Linked DNA regions of Mus musculus: all the other regions are linked to region 2. A link is a contact called in public promoter capture Hi-C data. All regions are on one chromosome and are shown on one strand. The core of a region is the stretch at or near the end of the contact, and the rest is flanking DNA. Distances in the headings are between cores, read along the strand shown. Region 1 holds the start of Nelfcd (negative elongation factor complex member C/D, Th1l). Region 2 holds the start of Pck1 (phosphoenolpyruvate carboxykinase 1, cytosolic). Region 3 has its middle 39 kb from the start of Gm52540. Region 4 has its middle 21 kb from the start of Gm52540.

Evidence for each region. Promoter capture Hi-C pulls out the DNA fragments that hold promoters and counts their contacts.
Region 1: a promoter capture Hi-C map of embryonic stem cells shows a contact between it and region 2, with 2.6 times the contacts expected there. The contact joins the promoter of Nelfcd here to the promoter of Pck1 in region 2. A contact is called at or near these places in 3 of 39 promoter capture datasets (embryonic stem cells, liver and pre-B cells), 1 of 484 Hi-C or Micro-C datasets (B cells) and 1 of 9 other capture datasets (embryonic stem cells).
Region 3: a promoter capture Hi-C map of liver shows a contact between it and region 2, with 2.6 times the contacts expected there. The contact joins the enhancer-like site here to the promoter of Pck1 in region 2. A contact is called at or near these places in 7 of 39 promoter capture datasets (the 3T3-L1 cell line, 3T3-L1-derived adipocytes, cranial neural crest and 3 more).
Region 4: a promoter capture Hi-C map of liver shows a contact between it and region 2, with 2.9 times the contacts expected there. The contact joins the enhancer-like site here to the promoter of Pck1 in region 2. A contact is called at or near these places in 7 of 39 promoter capture datasets (the 3T3-L1 cell line, hippocampal neurons, liver and 2 more) and 1 of 9 other capture datasets (embryonic stem cells).

Annotation. Positions count from the first base shown.
Region 1 is chr2:174,413,908-174,417,100 of GRCm38.p6, forward strand. It overlaps Nelfcd (negative elongation factor complex member C/D, Th1l), which reads left to right and starts at 1,897. Exons shown (of 15, transcript NM_020580.3): 1 at 1,897-2,049. The coding sequence starts at 1,963.
Region 2 is chr2:173,151,815-173,155,305 of GRCm38.p6, forward strand. Pck1 (phosphoenolpyruvate carboxykinase 1, cytosolic) reads left to right here and starts at 1,259. Exons shown (of 10, transcript NM_011044.3): 1 at 1,259-1,357; 2 at 1,534-1,798; 3 at 2,121-2,302; 4 at 2,887-3,090; 5 at 3,363-3,491. The coding sequence starts at 1,575.
Region 3 is chr2:174,515,789-174,519,088 of GRCm38.p6, forward strand. No RefSeq gene overlaps it. Among named protein-coding and RNA genes, the nearest start is that of Gm52540, 39 kb to the left of the region's middle. Within about 2 kb of position 1,468, at least 34 of the 459 cell types and tissues checked have an H3K27ac peak or open chromatin away from gene starts, as enhancers often do. A contact at or near this core is called in liver, where this site is marked.
Region 4 is chr2:174,498,011-174,501,209 of GRCm38.p6, forward strand. No RefSeq gene overlaps it. Among named protein-coding and RNA genes, the nearest start is that of Gm52540, 21 kb to the left of the region's middle. Within about 2 kb of position 1,256, at least 2 of the 459 cell types and tissues checked have an H3K27ac peak or open chromatin away from gene starts, as enhancers often do. A contact at or near this core is called in liver, where this site is marked.

The DNA of each region.
Region 1 (3,193 bases), core at 647-3,146, 1.3 Mb after region 2:
TGAAAGCTAAGGAAATCAGGCTGGATGAGTCTTTCCAGAGAACAGTAGTATCTCAGGAGGCTAGCGATCAGTTATTCTAGCAACAGTGACATAGGCTGGATGCAATGCTGCTAGGCTTGTTAACCACTGTCATAATTAGCCATTTATTGGTTAAGGGAGAGGTGAGTTAGACAATCCCTGCTTCTGTACGTGCAATTAATTATTCATAAATGAATCTGCCTGCTTTCCACTCAGACAGTATCTAAGAGCCATAGTTGGAATTTAACAGACATTCATTATTCCCAACATTTTCAGAAAACAAATAAAAATGAGCCTGAAACAAATCCATAGCAGGGCACTCCTGAACTTAAAGCTCCTTCATCATGTGAGCTGGATCTAGACCCACCAAGCAGAGAGATGGAAAGTGGTCCTTCCACCATCTGCAAAGAAGCCTTTCAGGGTTGCCTCCAATGGCCTCAGCCTGAACACATCTTTGTCCCCAGGCAGAAACCTACCTCCTGCTGGGCTATCTGTGAGTGTACAGACTGGAAGTCTAAGTAGCCTCTTACCAGACCATTCCTTGCCTTTCCACCTTCCTCCTCACTCCCTGCAACTCTGGTTTCCTCCCTCCTCTCCATAAGTCCTCTTTGGGTGTAGCAAATAGCTAGACATTCCAGATATATCTGTTCCATCACTTTCCTTAAACAAAAATCCAGATGAACTTTTATAATAACTAATTCCTGCTGACTACCTGCTAACTCTGTGTCTAGTGCTTCAATGTGCCATCGGACTAAAGCCTTGCAAGTGGTTGTCACCTTGGGTGGCTCTGGCATCAACTACAATGCAGGGTGCCACAAGCTCTGGTGGGGGACTTTCTTCACCAGGTTATTTGGAATGGAAAGAGCCACCCTGAGCATCTTGGGAAAGTCTCTTCTATCATTACAGACTATTTACTTTGGTTATCCAGTATTATCATTTCTCCCCTTTGTTTGCAGGCTAGCTCCCTCGGATCATGGGTGGCAAAGTGGCAAGGATCTCGTCCCTGAGTACGTCACTGTACTCCAGGTGTTATCAATGATCCAGGCACTTAGGAGTTATTCAACAAACACTTGTCAAATGATGGAAGGAAGGAAGAAGTAAAATAGCATTCCAACAGCTCTGCAGACAGTGCCTGAGGACTGTACTACATGGCTGGCTCTTTTCTCTAGCCTCTCCTCACTGTCTGCATCCAGAGCCCATGGTGTTAACCTCCCCGATCGATGATTTGGGGCCACCTGCCAGGAGGCCTCTCCAGGTATCTTCAGTCTAGGTGTTCAGTGGGTCCACTTTTCCAGAGCCCAGTCATGGCTTTTGTAGGCTGTAGGGCCTCCTCCACTGGAAATATGTTTTATATCTCGCTCTGCAATGCACCGAGTACTTTTTGCCCATAGTAAAAGAAATCCGAACATTTCTGTGATACCTGCTCGGTTGGCAGCTGCACTGTCCAGGCAAAGCTTAAGCTCACTGAAGGTTCGAGGTTTTTATAGCAACTGGAAGCATGCTTGCACTTCCGAGTGAGACCCTGTCTTTTTTTTTTTTTTTTTTTTTTTTGAGACAGGGTTTCTCTGTATAGCTCTGGCTGTCCTGGAACTCACTTTGTAGACCAGGCTGGCCTCGAACTCAGAAATTCGCCTGCCTCTGCCTCCCGAGTGCTGGGATTAAAGGCGTGCGCCACCGCGCCCGGCGAGACCCTGTCTTAAAAAGGAGAAAAGGTAACTTGGAAGTGTTCTGGGCAGACATAAAGCTGTGACTCAAGCCATCTTGCTCATGAGAGATCCTACAAGGTGTTTCCCCGCCCAGCAGGCCAAAGACTAGGCCACGCCTCCTCTGTAACCACGCCCCTTTCCAACTCCGCCTCTCTAGCCTTGCCTGAGGCCCAGAACCGCGCACGCGCTCTTCCATTTGTTGTGTCCGGCGCACGCGCAGTGAGGAGACGCGGCAGATATGGCGGGTCCGGCGCCGGGTACAATTATGGGAGAAGACTACTTCGGGAATGCCTCAGAGTGGGGCGAAGAGGCAGACGGCGGCCAGGTGAGAGGGCCGTAGGCGTTCCGCCAGGAAGCCGGGTTTGTGTCCTGTCCTCGCGGCTCCTGCTCCGGCCAGACCCGGGTACGGGGACCCGTGACCCTTGACTCCCTGACCTCCGACCCCGGACCCTAGCAAAGCGGGTCCAGGAACTGCACTCAGGGCTTCGGGCCGGTCCTGCCCCGTTAGGGACCTCAGTTTCCCATGCATTCCGATTCCCAGTGACACCTGGGGCTGATCTCTGCGAAGCAGAAGCCATGGTGCCCGAGGGGGCAGGACAGACTCTAAGGGAGAAGTGGACCACAGTGATACAGTGAACAAACTAACTCCAAACTCCAGCAGCATTCTGGGGTTGGGAAAACACTCTCCGGTGCTGGACAGACCAAACTTTTTTTTCCACTTTTGGGTGATTTCATTCATCCTTAGAGTACAGGACAGGAAAGATCTCGTAGCCCCGACTGTCCAAGATTTGGGTGAGAGATGGGGAACGGGTATCGTTCAGTGTCCCCCCAAACACCAGGGTTAGGAAATCAGAAGTCCACCCAGCTGTATGACTGACTTAAGCCTCCCATATCCTTCTGGACAGTGAGTAGGGGCCCTGGAATTTGGCTTTTCTACAGGAAGTGAGATGAGCTTTGAATGAATATGGGATGCAGTGAGGTATACCAGTGGAGTGGTCAGTGGTGCAGTGAGGGTGATGGAGGAAAGGTGAGGGGTTTCTGGAACCGAGTGAGGGAAGCCCTCCGTGGTTGGTTGGTTGGTTGCTGGACCAGGAGCTGTCAGTCATCAGTTGCAGCTTCCAGGGGTCCTATAGAGCTAGCTGCTGACCAGTAGGACATAAGACCCTGGGCATCTGTTTGTATGCTAGAGCATACTACATCACTTGGGAACTCGGAGGTGGATATATAGAGTTGGATTTAGCTAATTTGGATGTTGGGCTAAGTGCTTTTGTGTGGTATCGCAGGCTAGGCGCTAGAGCAGCAGTTCTCAACCTGTGGGCTGTGACCCTGTGGGGGTCATATCAGATATCTTGCATATTCACATTGTGATTCCTAACAGTAGCAGATGACAGTTATGAAGTAACAACAAAAGTAATTTTACAGGTGGAGTTCACCACAGCATGAGGAACTGTGTTGAAGGGTTGCAGCAT
Region 2 (3,491 bases), core at 9-2,508:
GTGCCTCAAATCTGACACAAGTCTTAGTAAGCAGAGTCACAAAGTTGCCTGTCACCATCCTCCTGCCTACAGGGAAGTGGGCCATGTCTCTGCCCCTTACTCTGAGGCCAGCTGTGGGAGCCGGGCCTGCCCATGGGCTCTCTCCCATTGACTTCTCACTCACTTCTGAACTCCGACAAGCAAGCTCTCAGCTCGCTCAATTGGCATGAAGGTCTGTGGCTCGCAGAGAAGTCTTTACAACTGTGGTAAAGGTCTTGTTGCTCAAGTGCCACCCAGCAGCACGGCCAAGCCCCCTCCCCTCCTTTCTCCAGACACTTGGGCATTCAAGACGATTCCAGGCAGCTCCAAGGGTGATGGTGTCTAACGCAGAACTTCTTGAAGAAGACACTGAAGGGTCTACAACAGACAGCAGTCCTCCCAAGGGACCCCACAGTCCTCTGTAGCCCAGCCTGCCTGATGCATACTCTTCTGGCTCTCGCCAGCCGGCTGGGACCTGTTTAGTGACCTTTCTGCCTCAGTTTCCTGGTCTGTACCCGGGATCATCAGAGTTCCATTTCAAGAGGTAGTAATGAATGATATGACAGAAAACATTTAGAGCAGGGGTCAGTATGTACGTATGAGTGATTACTGTGAGTCAGGTATTGTCCTGTCAGAACAAAGCTTACAGCCACTCCTAATCTCTGCAGTGTTCATCTTGGGATGGCCAGAGAATCCACCACACACCTAGTGAGGTAACACACCCCAGCTAACTCAGCAGGTACAGACATTATCTAGAAGTCTCATGGCTCAGAGCTGAATTTCCTTCTCATGACCTTTGGCCGTGGGAGTGACACCTCACAGCTGTGGTGTTTTGACAACCAGCAGCCACCGGCACACAAAATGTGCAGCCAGCAACATATGAAGTCCAAGAGGCGTCTCGGCTAGGCCTGCCCTTGACCCCCACCTGACAATTAAGGCAAGAGCCTGCAGTTTGCATCAGCAACAGGCAGGGTCAAAGTTTAGTCAATCAAATGTTGTGTAAGGACTCACTATGGCTGATAGAGGGGCCTGAGGCCTCCCAACATTCATTAACAACCACAAGTTCAATCATTATCTCCCTGGAGTTTATTGTGTTAAGTCAGTTCCAAACCGTGCTGACCATGGCTATGATCCAAAGGCCTGCCCCTTACGTCAGAGGCGAGCCTCCGGGTCCAGCTGAGGGGCAGGGCTGTCCTCCCTTCTATATAGTATTTAAAGCAAGGAGGGCGGGCTACCAAGCACAGTTGGCCTTCCCTCTGGGAACACACCCTCGGTCAACAGGGGAAATCCGGCAAGGCGCTCAGCGATCTCTGATCCAGACCTTCCAAAAGGAAGAAAGGTAGGCAGGGTCATTTCATTCACCTCTCCAAAAATACAATGAGGGGCCCACTCATGTTCTTTACCCTGACAGCCATGGCTCCCTAGCCACTTGCAACCCATGCAAAGTCTACGGAAGGACCGAGAAGGGGCCCATGGGTGCTCCATGGTGTTCATGAGTCCCTTTTTCTGTTTCAGGTGGCACCAGAGTTCCTGCCTCTCTCCACACCATTGCAATTATGCCTCCTCAGCTGCATAACGGTCTGGACTTCTCTGCCAAGGTCATCCAGGGCAGCCTCGACAGCCTGCCCCAGGCAGTGAGGAAGTTCGTGGAAGGCAATGCTCAGCTGTGCCAGCCGGAGTATATCCACATCTGCGATGGCTCCGAGGAGGAGTACGGGCAGTTGCTGGCCCACATGCAGGAGGAGGGTGTCATCCGCAAGCTGAAGAAATATGACAACTGGTGAGTCCCCTCAGCCCTAACTCTCTGGCCCACAGCCTCCCTAACTCTATCTTCTTAGCGTTTGGAGAATGAAGACCTTGCCGTAGCAAACACCTGAGAAGCTTAAGAGATGCCCTGTGAGGTTAGCATAGCCAGCCACTAGATTCTGGATAACTATACAAAGCAACTCCTTTCCCCAGGGCCAGGTCACAGTCTAGCTAATGTCCACCTGGTCAAGCTCCTGTTGTCCTTGTTTCCCGCAAGGCTTGGAAGGACCTGGCGTGGGCAAGAGAGGTACATCCCCGAGGATACCTTGCTGAAGGAGTCCCTGTGACTTTTTCAGTTGGCTGGCTCTCACTGACCCTCGAGATGTGGCCAGGATCGAAAGCAAGACAGTCATCATCACCCAAGAGCAGAGAGACACAGTGCCCATCCCCAAAACTGGCCTCAGCCAGCTGGGCCGCTGGATGTCGGAAGAGGACTTTGAGAAAGCATTCAACGCCAGGTTCCCAGGGTGCATGAAAGGTGGGTGAGACCAGACCCCAGGCCTGACAGTGTGCTGTGTACATAGTTCATGTTCCTAATGGCGACCTGAGCTGCAAAGCGTGGCCCACGTGTGAAGTGCACTGTCTGGTTCTGTTTCATGGGTGGTGACACACAGGAATATTAAAATGTTCTCTGCAAGTCCTGGTGGCTCAGGCCTGTCAGCCCAGACACGGAAGCCGAGGCAGGAGCATTCCAAGTTTCTGCCAGCCTGAGCAATTTACACTTGGTCTCAAAAGAAAAACTCAAAAGGTAGCTGTAGCTATGGTTCCGTGGTAGAGTGTTTGCCTAGAATTTCCAAGGCCCTGGGTTCAATCCTTAATAGACAAAATAGAAAATACATAAAATGCTTCCCACCCATGTGGATGTTAAGCTGCCAAACAGGAGGGTTATGAAAAGTTTAATTTCAGCACTTTGCAGTTTCCGACGGCCTCCTAGACCAGAGGTTCGTGGCCAAAAGGCATGATGTGGAAGACACGGCTGTGGGTACCATTAGGAGGAGGAGCCGAGGATGCTCAGTGGGCCTCCGTGACTTCTTACCTATTTCTGCCCACCCGCCTCTGCAGGCCGCACCATGTATGTCATCCCATTCAGCATGGGGCCACTGGGCTCGCCGCTGGCCAAGATTGGTATTGAACTGACAGACTCGCCCTATGTGGTGGCCAGCATGCGGATCATGACTCGGATGGGCATATCTGTGCTGGAGGCCCTGGGAGATGGGGAGTTCATCAAGTGCCTGCACTCTGTGGGGTGCCCTCTCCCCTTAAAAAGTAAGTACATTCTTTCCAGATCGAAGGTGGAGGGAGAAGTTGGGGAAGGGTTCAGCGGGTGGGGTGCTCTCCTGGCGTGCATGAGGCCCTGAGTTTGATCCCAGACACCAAATAAACTGAACATGCTGGGTCAGGCCTACCACCCCAGCACGCAGGAGTCAGGAGAACCAGAAGTTTCAGGTCCTTCTCAGCTCCGTAGCTGGTTCGAGGCCAGCCTGGAGACTTGGGCAGGGATGTGCACCACAAGCTCACTGTGGCTTGCTTGTTTGCAGAGCCTTTGGTCAACAACTGGGCCTGCAACCCTGAGCTGACCCTGATCGCCCACCTCCCGGACCGCAGAGAGATCATCTCCTTTGGAAGCGGATATGGTGGGAACTCACTACTCGGGAAGAAATGCTTTG
Region 3 (3,300 bases), core at 218-2,717, 1.4 Mb after region 2:
AGACACTAATACATCTGTTATACTCACAGACAGGTTTTCTCTGAGAAAATGTCAGTTCAGGGATCAGGAAATTTCCAGAAGGAAGCAAGCGTTTCCTCTGAACAGGCTGTTTTAGAGTCACTGAGGGATCTTATATAACCCTCCATTTTCTTGACTGGTACATCCTGAGTCCCTACTGTGTGCCATGAGATTACTGAACATTGTGAAAGATGACCTGTGGCTTTGTGGGCTTCTTCTTCCAGTAGGAAAGGCAGAGTCTTTATCCTAAAAGCCCTGGCAAGACTGAATGGCAGAGAGAGAGAGAGAGAGAGAGAGAGAGAGAGAGAGAGAGAGAGAGAGAGAGAGAGAGAGAGGCACTGAGCACAGTGGTATTCTTACCTAGGTTGTCTGCCTGCTGAGGATGTAAAGGGAGGAGGGATCTCACCTGGGTTGAGCAGTAAGACTTTCTCAGGAGGATGGACTGATGGACTGGCATCCACAGAAGCAGAGAATGTCTGTGCCTCTGCTAACCCCCTAGCTTCCCTTCTCCTGAAGTTGGGGGATGAAGTTGGGTTTAGAGTCTGGTGAGGATGTGGACTCAAGGCAGTGATGACGAAAAGACCACTGTGTGTCTCAGAATGTGTGCATAAAATATGTGGTCCTGAGCTTATTTGCATGGCTGTATGCACAGGCATGGGGTACCCAGAACTCCTCTGGGAGGTCTCAAATCTTCTTGCTGTTTGTGTGTTCTGTAAGTTAGTTTATAATGTGAATGTCACTCCTTTAGGTGGGGTGCAGCACACAACTTGAACATCCGCACAAAGCTTCCACACAGAACACCTCCACTGAGCTAGAGCAAAGTTGTGTGTGTCACAAGTGGAGGGAAACAGCGTGCGTCGCCCTGCTTCTCCTTAATTAGATGTCTGATTTCCCTAGCGATGTTAAATGTCAAAGGCAGTCTCAGCGTGTCCTGTTGCTCTTTAAGCCCCAAGTAAGGGCAGATGATTAATGAATATTCCAGAGTCACTGTGAATGCATAAAGAGTGGTACCCATATAGCCTCTGTTTGGATGGTCTGCTGCTGTTGAATGTCATTATCCTTCCTAAAGAGCTTTACTGTGGGTAGCTCATGGTTGTTATCCTCCTGCCTCAGCCTCTCTACTGCTGAGGCGGCAGGTATGGGCCACCACAACAGCCCCATTTATTTATTTTAAAACGAAATCTGGAACCTGGAGCCAGGGCTTCTAGGAGAAGCAGTGGGGTGGGACAGTGAGGTTCACTGGGTGTTCCTAGGAACTTCTGAGTAAGATTCGGAAGTCAGGGCACAAATCCTTCATTTATTCTTGTGTGTCCGGGAATGTGAAAGGCAGCCTCCAGTGTTGCTTCTCAGGCAAAGCTCTTCTCCACCACGCCCCTTGCCTGCCCCCAGCTGCTTGTTTGCTTTTTGAAACAACGTCTAGGTCATTGGCCTGGATTGAGTTAGGCTGGCTCCTGAGCAAGCTCCAAAGGCCTCCTCAGCACTGACACTGCAAAGTCAGCAACTGAGTTCCTACCAGCAGGCCTGGCTTTGCTATGTGGGTTTGTGGGTGGAGCTGAGGTTCTCCTGCTTATGTGGGAGGCAAGTTTCTAACTGACTTATCACCCCAGCCTCTGGTTGACTCTCCCAAGACTCAAAGGATGTAAGTCTCAGCAGATCACTACCCTAGACTAGAAAATGCCATGTTTTCTGACAGTCTAGAGAAATGTGGCCGCTCAAGGCATGTCTTGTCCATAGAGTGTGCTTTGTTCAGTCAGAGTACCATTTCCACAGGTCAGTAGTGATGTCAGATGGGACCCTGGCCTCCGAGGGACTTCCCCTGAGCTTGTCTTCACTGAACTGTGGTCCACAGGAGACAAGTCAACTCCAATAGCCAGTCTTAGAGCTTCATGGTAACTTAGTTTTAGGCAGCAGTGCCAAATCTTTGCTAAATCTGAATTTCGAATTTATTCTCCATCAGTAGACACAGTCAGCTACAAACTGAAATTTTATATTTCAACTTTAAGCTAAGGTATATACCTGCCAATTGAGAGTTAACAAACAAATTGACAACAACAGGAAGGAGATCTGATGAACTGAAACAGGAACCAACGAGTCATAGACCCACCAAAAGTGCTCAAATACTGTCCTTCAAAGTGGGTAAGGGCTGCAGGAACAGACAGTGTGGACCCCAGTGTACAGCTGGGTCCCTCCCGGGGACTCCTGCCTGCCTGCCTGTGCATCTGCTGTTAGCATACTGGACTCTCGTCACTGTGGTGAACAATTTTTCAGTGCATCTTTTTCTTGGAGCCTGCATTAGTTATTTTGTTTCTTTGTGAGAGAAAACCTGTCAGGAGCAACTTGCAGGAGGAAAGGTTTGCTGGGGCTGACTGGATCATGCTGTGAAGAGGTGGCGGCTGGGCCAGCTCTGTCTTTGGAGCTTGTGGAACATCATGTCCACATTCTGGCTGTTCAGAAAGCTTGAAACCTATCTTGGCTTTATGTGAAATGATAGCATCTTAAGCAATTATGCTACCAAATGGAAAATTGCATAAAACACAACACAAAATACTAGAATCCTCAAACACTACAAAACCCTAACCTGCAAAGATGAGAGTATTCTTTACTTTAATAGTGATGAGACTGTTTCGGAAATAAGACAGGAAATTAGCGATTAAGCAGATTAAGATTAGCTAGGCCCCCTTTGGCTGAGACTGATGATGTCAGTCTTGTTGTTACATCATTTCTAGATGGTGTCTCCACTCTGCACATCTCAAGATCAAGACGAGCTCTGCCCTGAGGAAATCTTGCCTCCAGGTATGGTCATACCCAAAAGTGGGAATTCAAAATCTCCTTGTTTGCCTAAACCAAGTCAGCAGACAGCCATGATTTTTCTATTCTTGCTACGATGCTTGTCTAAATGATGCATCGAGCTGGACGTCTCCCCTGAATTATTTCCCATTTTCTTGTAGTTTTCAAGAGGTTAAATTAATCTTATTTTATTTTTTTGTGCTGCTAAGGTTTGAACCCAGGGTCTTGACAAGCAGTAGGGAAACCATGCACCGCTGGGACACATTCCTATCCTTTTCCAAATATTTTATTTTGAGACAGAGCCTTCCTAAGTAGCTGAAGCTGGCTACAAACTTGCATCCTTGTGGATGCAGTCTTCTGAGAGTCAGCCACTCGGATACTTCCAGATAAACCCGACAATTATGTATTTCTTGGGAGTAGATAAATAATCCTTTCTTTTAAGGTAAAGGCTTGGGACCAACAAGATGGCTCAGCATGTAAAGGTGCCACCATGTC
Region 4 (3,199 bases), core at 6-2,505, 1.3 Mb after region 2:
ATGTTACAGAGATGCAGACCTCGGTCAGTGTGAGGCATGGCACAGAGATGCAGAACTTGGTTCTACAGAGGATGGAAGCAAGAAAATAGACATTGTTTTAAATATTTTACTTTTTAAAAAAAAATAGATATTTTCTTTATTTACATTTCAAATGTAAATCCTTTCCTGGTTTCTCCTCCGAAACCCCCTATCACCCCTTCCTCTGCTCACTAACACACCTACTCCTGCTTCCTGGTCCTGGCATTCCCCTACACTGGGGCATCAATCCTTCAGAGGACCAAGGGCCTCTCCTTCCATTGATGTCCAACAAGGCCATCCTCTGCTACATATGTGGCTAGAACCATGGGTCCCTCCATATGTACTCTTTGGTTGGTGGTTTAGTCCCTGGGAGCTCTGGGGGTACTGGTCGGTTCATATTGTTGTTCCTCCTATGGGGTTGCAAACTAATTTATATATTAATGATTGTAGGAGGTCAAGATGTTCCAGCAGGCAAAGTTGCTTGCTACCAATTCTGAAGACTCGAATTTGATTGCTATGACCCACCTTGTGGAAGAAGAGAACGGATTCCTGTACTCTTGTGTTGATATGTACATGCTGATATATTTACATGTGCACACACATGTGCACCACACACACACACACACACACACACACACACACACACACACGAAATATTATAGAAACATGATTCACACACACACACACACACACAAACACACGAAATATTATAAAAACATGATTTTAGGCCTGACAGATGCCTCGGGAGTTAAGAGTTCCCACTGCTTTTCGAGGGGATGTGGGGCTTCAAGCGCCCACATGATAGCTCACAGTTATCTGTAACTTCAGTTTCCAGAGATCTGATGTCCTCGACTGGCCTCCGTGGATGCCTTTATGCATCTCTCCCTCTCCCTCTCCCTCTCCCTCTCCCTCTCCCTCTCCCTCTCCCTCTCCCTCTTCCTCCCTCTCCCTCCCTCTTCCTACCTCTCCCTCTCTCCCTCCCCTCTCTCTCACACACACACACATGAATAAAATTTACAATCACATAAAATTATCTATATGAATAGGCTAATGTTTACCATTTCCACACATGTGCAGTGCATAGTGTTAAATGTTTTTATTTCCTTACGAGTTTGCTGCTATTACTTTTCCTCATTACTGAGGAATAAACCCCAAGCCTTACACTACAAGGCAGGTGTACTCCACCGCTGAGCTGCACCCAGATCCTCCAAGTTGCCACTGAAAGAAATCTAAACCCTCTCTAGCATTCTGAAGCCAATGGAACATTGGTCTGTAGGCACCCAGGAGACTAAGTCTGGCCCTCCTGACCCTATCTGATTGTAACTCAGTACCCACTGACAAATCTTCCATTCAACTCTCAGCGTCAACGAACTATTTTTCTTTTTAAAAAGTATTCCTACACAAGTGAGATCATCAGGTGTTTGTCTTCTGTGGCTGGCTGGTTTCACTGAACCTAACGCTCTCCGCTTATAGCTATGTGCTTGCAAATGGCAGGATTCACTTCGTCTTTTATTGCCAAATAGTATTCCAGTAAGAAGACTAAAGCAAACCTATTGATCATTAGAATTGCTCAACATTTAAAAAAATACTAGGTCTCTGTAACTCTGGCTGTCAATGAAGCTAGTATACTCCTCAGACTGGCCTCAAACTTGCTACCCTCCTGCCTCAGCCTCTTCAGTGCCAGGATTACAGGTCTGTGTTTTATATGTAGTTTAAGATTATTTATTTATCGTGCACGTGGGTGGGCATGTGGGTGGAAGCCAGACAGTAGCTTGCAAAAGTCTGTTTTCTCCTTCCATTGTGTTGGTCTTGGTGACTAAACTCAATCTGCTAAGCTTGGTGGCAAGTGACTATTGGATAAGCTACCTCCATGTCTGCCATTTTTATAAAATGACAACCTTAAAGAACTCTGATATCGCAAAGGGCTGGCATTTCAGGGAACCTTCTCAATACATAGCAGGTATGCAAGGCCAGTAATCGTAAGCACTGGACACTGGGCAGAAACTATTGACAGGTACAAAACACTTGAAAAGATACCTACCAGGGCTAGGCTTGGTGGTTCACGCCTTTAATCCTGGCAATTCTGAGAAGCAGAGGCAGGAAATTCTCTGCGGCAGAGCTTTGAGCTAACCTAGTCTATGAAAAGAGTTGCAAGCCAGCCAGGCCTATATAGTGAGGCACCTCCCTACCCCACTCACACCCCGAGCTGCCAAATCTATCAATGGGTCCTGGGAGTCAATCGGCTGATTTCACTGAACATAAAGCTCAGTGCTTGCCTAACGTGTACGAAGGCTGGCATTCATCACTAGGACTATATAAATCAGATGTAGTGGCACAAACCTATCAGCCTAGCCTTCAGGAAGTGGAGGCAGGAAAATCAGAAATTCAAAGTTATCCCTGGTTACATAGGTTGGAGGCCAGCCTGGGTTATATGGTACTCTGTCTCAAAACATGAAAGAAAAGACTGCTGTTAATAGTCTACGGCTACCCTGACACATGCCTCGGATGGCTAATGCTCTTCTGAACGGAAATAAAAGGCACACATCTATGAGTGTTCCCAGAGGATTTTACTGAGGAGAGAAGATCCATCCTGCTTATGGGTAGCACCTCACCTTTCCGTGGCCTTTGGTCCCAGCTAAATAAAAAGGAAAAAACAAATAAGAAAACCAGCTGGCACCAGCATTCATCTCTCTGTGTTTCCTGACTGTGGATGCATGTGGGGAAACTGCCTCACACTCCGGCCACCATGAGTTCCACACAATGGAACCCTAAAACTATGAGCCAACAAACCCTTCCTTCCTACAAAAAGTAATAAAATACGGCACTATGAAAACAGGATCGCAAGACATTTCTGCTTCCTGCGTCATAATCCTATGTCTGAGGAGAAAAGGGGTCCCTGCAGGGAGCACGGAGCTTGGAGTGGGACATTCTAATTCTGATATGTTAGGGAGAGCGCTTTCAACCCTGCGTAGCACCCTCTTGTGTAAAGCTGAGGTTGCGGTACCTCCCTCACAGGGCTCAGCTGAGGGGCTGAAGTGACACTTGGACTTGGACCGGACTGGATCTCGATGACACTCATCTGTTACATAGGATGGCAATTTTATTTTCCTGAGTTTTTTGGGATACTTAAAGACAGACATTCTTCATTCATGTTGTGGTTCTAATAGTTATGGGTGTGGAC